Linked DNA regions of Macaca mulatta: region 2 is linked to region 1. Evidence: chromatin contacts called from public Hi-C data. All regions are on one chromosome and are shown on one strand. Each heading gives the region's core, a stretch centred on a gene start, on an enhancer-like site or on the middle of the called end of the contact. The rest is flanking DNA. Distances are from core to core; before and after follow the strand shown.

The links. Hi-C and Micro-C count contacts between places; a contact is called where the count stands out from the background.
Region 2: a Hi-C map of liver shows a contact between it and region 1, with 2.1 times the contacts expected there. The contact joins the promoter of DLX1 here to the promoter of METAP1D in region 1. A contact is called at or near these places in 3 of 14 Hi-C or Micro-C datasets (fetal cortex germinal zone, fetal cortical plate and liver).

Annotation. Positions count from the first base shown.
Region 1 is chr12:76,920,871-76,925,565 of T2T-MMU8v2.0, forward strand. METAP1D (methionyl aminopeptidase type 1D, mitochondrial) reads left to right here and starts at 1,988. Exons shown (of 9, transcript XM_077957195.1): 1 at 1,988-2,044. The coding sequence starts at 2,005.
Region 2 is chr12:77,016,341-77,021,018 of T2T-MMU8v2.0, forward strand. DLX1 (distal-less homeobox 1) reads left to right here and starts at 3,416. Exons shown (of 3, transcript NM_001260619.1): 1 at 3,416-3,927; 2 at 4,587-4,678. The coding sequence starts at 3,615. It overlaps METAP1D (methionyl aminopeptidase type 1D, mitochondrial), which reads left to right. Exons shown (of 9, transcript XM_077957195.1): 9 at 1-355.

The DNA of each region.
Region 1 (4,695 bases), core at 738-3,237:
TGGCAGCTTTTAACCCTTCTACTGTGAGAAGGATGTGTAGGAGAGAAGCCAGATCCAGGGTCAGTGGATGAGCTATCACCTGTGCAAGTTCATATTTGCTTCATTTCTAGCTCATCCCAGATATATACATTCCATGCTGAACTTATTGAGGATTTCCTCACTGGATTCCACTACTGCTGGTGCCACCTGGGTCCTCATAGTGTTTCCTTTTCCTTCTAGTTGTAGGGGAATAAAGCATTCCTTTATTTTCCAAGGGTTGGCTGAGTTAAATCACATGAACATGTGTTCTCTTTCAAATGTGTTTGAAACTGGGCTTGATGCCTTAAGGAATTTTGCTAGGGACATCTAGATTTCTTTTTTCTGCACACTTCTTAAGACTCGTGGCCAGCTAACTCTCAGGCTCCTTTGCTGCACTCAGATTGCTGGCTTCAGTTATACAGAGGAAAGACTTGCCACATTCAAAAATGCTTTCCCTGGAATTGAAATGAGTTTGCGAAAGGTAGGGCTTGAAGTAACCCATAGGATTACATTTTATTCTCAGTCTTGTACATCTTATTTACCTTGTTGGAAAGCATTATTTCTCTTTATCTTTCAAGGTGACCCAAAAGCATCCAAAACCAGGTTTCCAAGAATTATAGCCTGTGTCCTCTAATGAAATGCCAACATTCACTCTCTTTAAAAGTAAAAATATCAAGATTATGTAGTCATTAAAAAGAGTAAGTTTGAACTAAGTGTTCTAAGATTTGATGTCTATGATGAGTGGAATGGAAAAAGCAAGTCATAACAGTAAGTATATGATTCTGTTTAAAATACTTACATTTGCCTGTGTGTAAAAGGCAAAGATCTGGATTGAGCACACGGTGGTTAACCGGGGAGTGGGACTGTGGTGTGTACAGAGGGCGAGGAAGGGGCTTGCACTTGTTCCTTAACTCATTTCTGAATTGTTCTGAATTGTCTAGATTATTCACTGAGTTAGTAGTGCTTAAAAATTAATTAGAAGACATCACACACATTCACCGAGAATCCTTATCAATCTTTACTGCATTTAAAGTCTGGAAACGGTTACATTCTCAGTTTGACTGGTTTCATGCAGTGTTCAATTGCTTCACCTGACACTCCTCGGGTATCAGGTTCTGTGTCAGGCACGGAAGCTACTAAGATGAATAACACCTGGTCCATGACAGGATGGCATCTACCCCAGAACACAGGTAAGAGAGACAGTGAATTTGGTAAAAATGGGCACCGTCATCAGTAGGCATACATCAGCTCCCTCATTTGATTCACAATTGGCCTTCTGCAGGCTTCATCTCTTGGCAATGCAATTGGCAGGCGTCATCCTTTTATACTTAAACTCCAAGTTTAGGATTAAGACTCCAGTTATTACTGCCAAGTACAGAAGGCGTCCTTGGGGAAAGAGAAGTCTCCTGAGCATACCCACTGGGGTACCTAGAATAGATTTTGCAGCGACACACAGATCCTGTGTTGTCTGGAGTCTCTGCTGAGTAATGTAGATTCTGGGACAGCAAAAGGGAAGCTGGTGACTTTGAACCAAATTTTACCTTTCAACTGAATCCAGGGGAATAATTTGCAACAGAGTGGCAGATGATACAAAGTGCTATGTTGAACACTAGATTGTGCTTTATTTTTTCCGCCCAACTTCACGTTTCCATGCACCACAATGTTGATGCTATAAATATTGGATGCCACGCTTACCTGACAGGCTTCTTCCATCCCACCTGGGCGCGGGGGCTCAGAGCGAGCGCGAGAGCCGCGGCTGGAGCCCGCCTCTCGCGGCTGGAGAGGACTCAGCCGGCCGCAGGTTCTGCTGCTTGCCCGGGTGCCCTAGTCGCTTCCCCGCCAGGGCTCCCGCAGTCAGCCCCACGCGCGCACGCGCGTTCACCTCGGGCGGCCTCGACGCCTCAGGGCTTCGGCAGAGATGCGACTGGCCGGCTCCAGCTGGCAGGGCGGTGAGCGAGTGCTCGCGGCCACGTGACCGACGCCAACATGGCGGCGCCCAGCGGCGTCCACCTGCTCGTCCGCAGAGGTAAGCGCGTGGAGGACAATCCTGTGAGGGTTCACACGGTTGTTCACTCGGTACGCACCCGGGTCCAAAGGGATGCACACCCGCGCTGAGAATTCTCGGCGCACACGACTGTACTTTCAGTCTTTACAGACACACGCAGGCACACACGATGACACATTCACACACCCCAGGAACACACGCAAAAATTTGTTCACTGATCACCCGCCTAGACCACGTCACCACGTGGCATCTATTCGCAATTACTCCTTGAGATTTGCGGGCCATCGTCTGAAGTTTTTTTTCCCAACTTCGGTTGTATCATTAGTGTAACAAACATTTATTCTGTATGCCGAACGAAGAAACCTATGGTAATTCTGAAATGCATCTGGACACCCGATTTCCTTCCCTAGAGCTTATGTAGACATGCCTTTTGGGGACTTGCAAAATGTGATTGTTTTCTTCCAGTGACTTAAAGTTAAGAAGATAAGAAAAGATGTCTGGGCAGTTCTAAGTAGGTTTTATCCTGCGTGAGTGTTGAGATTTTAGTATATATACAAATGCCTTTGCAGCAGAATTGGGGAAATCTTTGTTGGATTTGAACTAGGTTCTGAATCTTTGTTGGAAAGAACTGGAAAGTTTTTTCAAGGACGGGGAAAGAGGAAAACTCATACTTTGAGGAGCTACTTAAGTGTCAGGCATGTAGGAACAGTTTTGTGAGGTAAATATTATTTTCATAGTAATAGCTACTGTTTATTAAGTGCCTTTTAAGTACACGATACTGTGTTAAGCGCCTTACATATGCTTGCTTCCTTTTAAAACTCAATGAGTGAGACCCTGGGAGGTCGAGAGGCTGCAGTGAACGGTGATCTTACCACTGCACTCCAGACTTGGCAACAGAGCCAGACCCTGTCTCAAAAACAAAAACAAAAACAAAAACCCTGTGAGTTAGGAATTATTTTCTCTTTGCAGAAGGGAAAAGTGAGGCTAGAGAGGTTAAGTAACATGACTAAGGTCACACAAATGGTAAGAGGCAGAATGTTCATTTGAACATGATTCTAATTTTTTTTTTTAAACTCATTTCTCTGTACTGCATGACATGGTCACTCCATAGAAGTCTGTGTGTAAAGTTCAGCAGAGACAGTACAGGATGAGTGTGTGCAAGAAGTGAAGAGAGCCCGGGCACGGTGGCTCACGCCTGTAATCCCGGCCAAGGCGGGTGGATCACTTGAGGTCAGGAGTTCAAGACCAGCCTGACCAACATGGTGAAACCCCATCTCTGCTAGTATACAAAATTAGCTGCACATGGTGGCACATGCCTGTAATCCCAGCTACTTGGGAGACTGAGATAGGAGAATCGCTTTAACCCAGGACGTGGAGGTTGCAGTGATCCGAGATCGCATCACTGCACTCCAGCCTGGGCAATAGCGAGACTGTCTCAGAAAAAAATAAAATAAAATAAAAATAATAAAAAATAAGAAGTGAAGAGGAAGATATTTTTAGAGAGGAAGAAGGTTGGTAATGCAATAGACTTCAGTGTTAGTGGAGATGAGAAAGGAGCCACAGGAATATTGGAGGGAGAGATGTGTATGGGAAAGGTGATGTAGTGAGCTTTGTGGACTGGTTGCATGGAGGAATGGAGATGAGCATGAGAGTGTAGCCTTGTGAAAAGACAGCCAATTTATATCTCTTAACATCTGGGCTCCAGGCCTGGCAAGGTGGCTAATGTCTGTAATATTACCCAGCACTTTGAGAGGCCAAGGTGGGCAGATGACTTGAGGCCAGGAGTTCAAGACCAGCCTGGCCAACATGGTGAAACCCTGTCTCTACTAAAAATACAAAAATTAGCTGGACTTGGTGGCACATGCTCATAATCCCAGCTACTTGGGAGGGGGAGGTGGGAGGATCACTTGAACCCAGGAGGCGGAAGTTGTAGTAAGCCGGAAAAAAAAAATCTGGGTTCCAGTCCAGACTTTCTTTACTAATTAAGTTACTTTTCTGTTTCTTCTTTTCACAAGAAATCATGGCCTTCAGACTTCATTTTTGTGTGCTTCTGGTAATGGTGAGAAGGATCTGAGTAGATAGTCAATGTAGAGGAGGAGCCAAAAAACAAAAAAAAAACCCTGAAAACATACATAGGTGTATATATATACACCTATGCATGTATAAACATATTCTTGTATGTACATATATATGTATTAGGTTGGTACAAAAGTAATTGCAGTTTTAGAATCACTTAATGACAAAAACTGCAATTACTTTGCACCAGCTTTATATATAACATCTCTTTGCAGATTACAGAAATAGCATTAATCTTTTCTTTCTTTTTGATCACTTGTGATTTTGACAAATGATGGTTTAGACAATCTTGAGAAAAGATATATGGAAGTCAGGCCAAATTATTGGTTCCTATAATCCATCCCACTGTATCCCAAAGTGTTGCAACAACCAAGAAGTGGATCCTCTGATTAGAGGAGAGAAGGAAAGTGTGTCATCAGGAAGCTGTTTTAATGATGGGAAAGGGCCCTTTTTTGGACTATCCATAGCTAGTTTTAAATTGCAGAGAGGTTTTCCTGCTACCTGATCCCCACCCCCAATAATTGAAAATGAAGGGTAAATTCACGAAGACTCCTCTCTCCACTCTCTTCCTCCCTTTCACCCATCTAGATTGATAT
Region 2 (4,678 bases), core at 2,166-4,665, 97 kb after region 1:
CTTTTTATGTGGTCAGAAGTTGGCCAAGCAGAGGCCCACAGGCTGATGCTACTGCCCACCCCCCACCCCCCAAAGATCTGAATTCCCTAAAGTGCAAGCGGGTTCAGCTGGCCTTGGGAGATGTTTGCTGGAGAATGACTTCAGTTTTCTCCTAAGGCAATCAGATTGCAACCATTAGTATTGTATCTTATCTGCAAAGCAGTTTACTCCGAGGTTCCCCAAGGATACTTTTATTAGGACCACAGGACTTTACCAACCACTGAGGTAACACGCTGCTTGTGCAGCAATTATTTTGAGGTGGAGGTATTTATGGGACAAGTTTATAATTCCATTTATTAAAGGGACTAACCTTTAATGTGTGTGTGTATATATGTGTGTGTGTATGTGTGTACCAACACTCAGCAGCTCCATAAAGAACTCCCTTTTAACATGCTTTGAAGTTGAGATTAGGAAGTAGATTTAAAAATACCTCATCCACGCCTTCTTGTCCCTTTTCCAGCTGAACTGGCCCAAAACCTCACCCAGAGCCACTGGGATTCCAGCCAAGAGTGGCTGTGGCTAACACCACCAGGACCTCCTGGTTCTGAGGTGACTCCAGTAGGTTCCATGAGGAATCCGGGACCCTCAGAACAAATGGGAGGGTTTTGTTTTCTCTCAGAGTGAGGGCAGGCAACAATTTAAGCAAACCGGCATTCAGAACAGGTGTCACCTTAGCAGTAGAGAGTGGGAGGGATCCACTCCAAGCTCACAAAGTGCGGCTAAGATCCCACATTGAGAAACCAGCTACTGCCAGCGGCTCGGCATGAGAGGGCCCCTGCTCAGTGCTCCTCCCTAAACCTGCTTTTCTGGGCTAAGAAATAATTCCGGAGTGTAGCCATCTCTTGCTCACACACAATCCGCTTCTAAATTAAACAAGGCTCTGAAACAGTATCCCGAGGGGCGCATGCCGGACTTTTGTTCCAAGAAGGCAACCAGGTCCCCTGTGCTGCTGCAAAAGTCTTTGATCCCTCTCCAGCTGTGGACACAGAGCACCCAAGAGACAGTCGCGAAGTGAGGCCGTCTCTCCCCTTCCCCCCTCCTTGCAAGTCTCTGGAATACACTGTCCCTAGGCAGCCCGGCCGTCGGGTTTCCTCACGCCTTGCCCTGAGCTCCCGGAATTACCAATTCCACTTTCCCCGGTCCCAACCCCGACCCCGCGCCCGCCGCGGCGATCACTTACGTGGGCAAGGCCCTCAGGGCACGCGCAAGAGACCCGGGGCCCGGGCAGTATCCAAGCGACTGTGCTAGGCACACGGCATGGCACTCCGCACCCTAAAACAGGCACTAGTAAGGAGCAATTAAAAGCACAAGTGCGACACAGAAATCAGGACGAGCCGAGCGGCTCCAGGAGTTGCCTGGTGGCGGAATCATTAGCTGGCTGTTGCTACAAAGCCTCACCGTGTGGTTCGGTGATTAAGAAAAAAAAAATCTTTTAAACGTTGGCAAACCCGTTATTGGTTTGGCCTATTGGGTTTTTTTTTTTTTTCTTTTGTTTTTCTTTTTGCTCCAACCACGCTGCCTGAAATATTTCTGCCCCCAGCACTGTGCCCTTAAACCAAAGGAGAGGAATTCTGCGGGCAGCAGCAGCTGGTACAGAAGTTAAAAAAAAAAAGAGAAACCCCCTCTACTAACATCTATAACGACAGCACCGATGTAATTTGTTTTGAATGTTCATTTTTATTGGTGTTCCCTCTGCCAAAATGCGCTTGATTACAGAGGTTTGTCCTGTGATCATTGCACACTCCAGACAGGGGAAGGTGCAGCGATGAAGGTTCAGCTCAGGCCAGATCAAATCCCGAGCTGTTTAACGCTGAAAGGCTGCATGTTGCTATTAGTGTTAAATATATGGCTAATTATGCGTATGAAAATTAAACATCAGTGTTATGCTAATGGAGCGCCTTCAGCTGCGGATCTGAGCACTTGAGACTACCATTTAATCAAATGAATCAGTAACTAATACATCTGCACGTGTGAACTTTCACAAGATCATTTTCCCGTTCCCGTCACACCGCTAAATTATGAAAGAAATAATTATCAACACTTTCTAATTACCTAACAAAGTAATTTGGGATTCACCGTGGGACTGGCGGGTTGGGGAACCAACATCCACTTACAGCCAGGGTGGTGTGCGCCACACCGCGAGGGGGTGGCTGTATTGGTAGTAGTGGCGATGGGTTGGGGGCTTTTGTGCAGTTTTTCGTACCTAGCACCTCAGAAGACAGAGGGAGCAGCGGCAGCTCTTGCCTCCACTAGCCCTGCCCCCTAGGCCCGGTGGCGCGCGCTTTGGCCACTGGAGAAAGATACTGGGTGGCAACGCGAGAGGTATACACACAGATAGGGGAGCCTACTACAGGCTGGGTTTGCTGCGGGTTTCGGTGTCCCCCAGGGACTCCTAAACTCTGGAAGTCTCGCTAGACCTCAGGAGGCCGGAAAATGATCACCTGGCGTCCGCGGCTTCAGCAGATCTGAGCCCCTAGGCCCCCTGGGCTCCACGCTGAGCCGCGCTCTCGGGGCGAGTGAGCCCGGGGCTCTCCGCGCAAGGGAGTGGAGAAGGGAGGGGGAGGAGGAGGAAGGCTGGGAGGGAAAGAGGATGTGTGTGTTGGGGGAGGGGGCGGCGCAGTCGCCTTTCCTGGGAGGAGAAGCGCGGGTTCCTGGCTCTCCACGCGCACTGCTTTAATCAGACCGTGCAGCCTCGAGCTGGAGTGGCCAGCTGGGCCTGAAGCAATGCGAGCGGGCCCCAGGGAGCGACGGCGGCGGCGGCGCAGCGGCCGAGCGAGTGAGTTCGCAGGGAGGGCCCCTAAGCCCCGACTCCAGGGATGTGGCAGAGCGTACCCGGGCCGGGGAGGCGCGGCCGAATGGGCGCCGCGCTAGGCACAAGGCTCTTGGGAGGACCTCTGTCTGTTGGCCGCCTCGGGCGCCCCCCAGTGCGCGACTCCGCGCTGGAGAGGCAGAGGTCAGGCTCCTCCCCAGCAGCCCTAGCTCTGCGCCGGACTGAGTGGCAGCGACGAGAAGCGGTCCAGGGTGTCTGGCGTTAGGGACCGCTGAAGGGTGGGGACAGTGGCAGGGGGGCGGCGGCGCCGAGCCGCTGGTTGGTTCCTGGGGAGGAAGGCACGCGAGGGAGGCGGGAGGCCGATGAGCCGCGGGTCGCAGCGGTCCCGGCGCAGACGCCGGAGCCCATTGTGCTTCCTGCCCGGCGCGCTCTGTTGCAGAGCAGCCCCGGCCGGGAAGTGTGGATGCGACTCTCCCGAGGCCGGGCCGCCTCGCCCGCTCTAGTCCAGCGGAGCCCGAGCGCCTCGGACCAATCCCCAGTGATTATGCAAGACAGCGGACCAATCAGCTCCGCCAGCTCATGAATATTTATGACCTTGGCTGAGTCAAAGCTTTGAACCGAGTTTGGGGAGCTCAGCAGCATCATGCTTAGACTTTTCAAAGAGACAAACTCCATTTTCTTATGAATGGAAAGTGAAAACCCCTGTTCCGCTTAAATTGGGTTCCTTCCTGTCCTGAGAAACATAGAGACCCCCAAAAGGGAAGCAGAGGAGAGAAAGTCCCACACCCAGACCCCGCGAGAAGAGATGACCATGACCACCATGCCAGAAAGTCTCAACAGCCCCGTGTCGGGCAAGGCGGTGTTTATGGAGTTTGGGCCGCCCAACCAGCAAATGTCTCCTTCTCCCATGTCCCACGGGCACTACTCCATGCACTGTTTACACTCGGCGGGCCATTCGCAGCCCGACGGCGCCTACAGCTCAGCCTCGTCCTTCTCCCGACCGCTGGGCTACCCCTACGTCAACTCGGTCAGCAGCCACGCTTCCAGCCCCTACATCAGTTCGGTGCAGTCCTACCCGGGCAGCGCCAGCCTCGCCCAGAGCCGCCTGGAGGACCCAGGTACGTGCGCTTGCCAGGGAGAGGGAGAGGAGGAGGTACAAGGGAGAGAGGGAAAGAAGGAGCGGGGGAGAAGAGGAGAGGGAGAGAGAAAGAGAAGAGAGGAGAGCGAGGTGGGGTGGGGGTGGGGAGGGCACGGGAGCAGTGGAGGTTTCGAATATCAATCTATAGATCCTTGTCACAGCAAATAAATTTTTTTTAAAATTCACTCAATTTGCAACTATCCAGCAAAGGATAAATCCCAGAGCGTCTCCTGGCACTGGCTGGGCCTCTGGGCGGCTCGGTGTGCAGAGCACACAATGCCCCGCTGGAAAACAGAAACCCACATGTGCACGTATTAGTCTCGGTAATTATTTATTGCGTAGTGCTATAAACAATGTATGCAATTAAGGGTAATTAAACCTCAACTACCGCCTGCAAAAATAGCAAACTTTCCCTGCAAAGGCAGGGGCTGCGCTTCTGGGAACGGCTCTATCCCGCCTGCAGTGGCCCGGGACAGGCCCTCGGATTTTGGGGGACCCTTCCCTGGCTTTCAGAGTTTCTTGAACGTTCTCTCCCTGGTCCTGCCTCCGCCACCCTTCGGTAGCCACTCGCTCTCGGCTGTTCGCACTAAAGGCGGCCCCTCGTATTAACAACGGGCCCTGCTTCTGCTGTCCCTCCAGGGGCGGACTCGGAGAAGAGCACGGTGGTGGAAGGCGGTGAAGTGCGCTTCAATGGCAAGGGAAAAAAGATCCGTAAACCCAGGACGATTTAT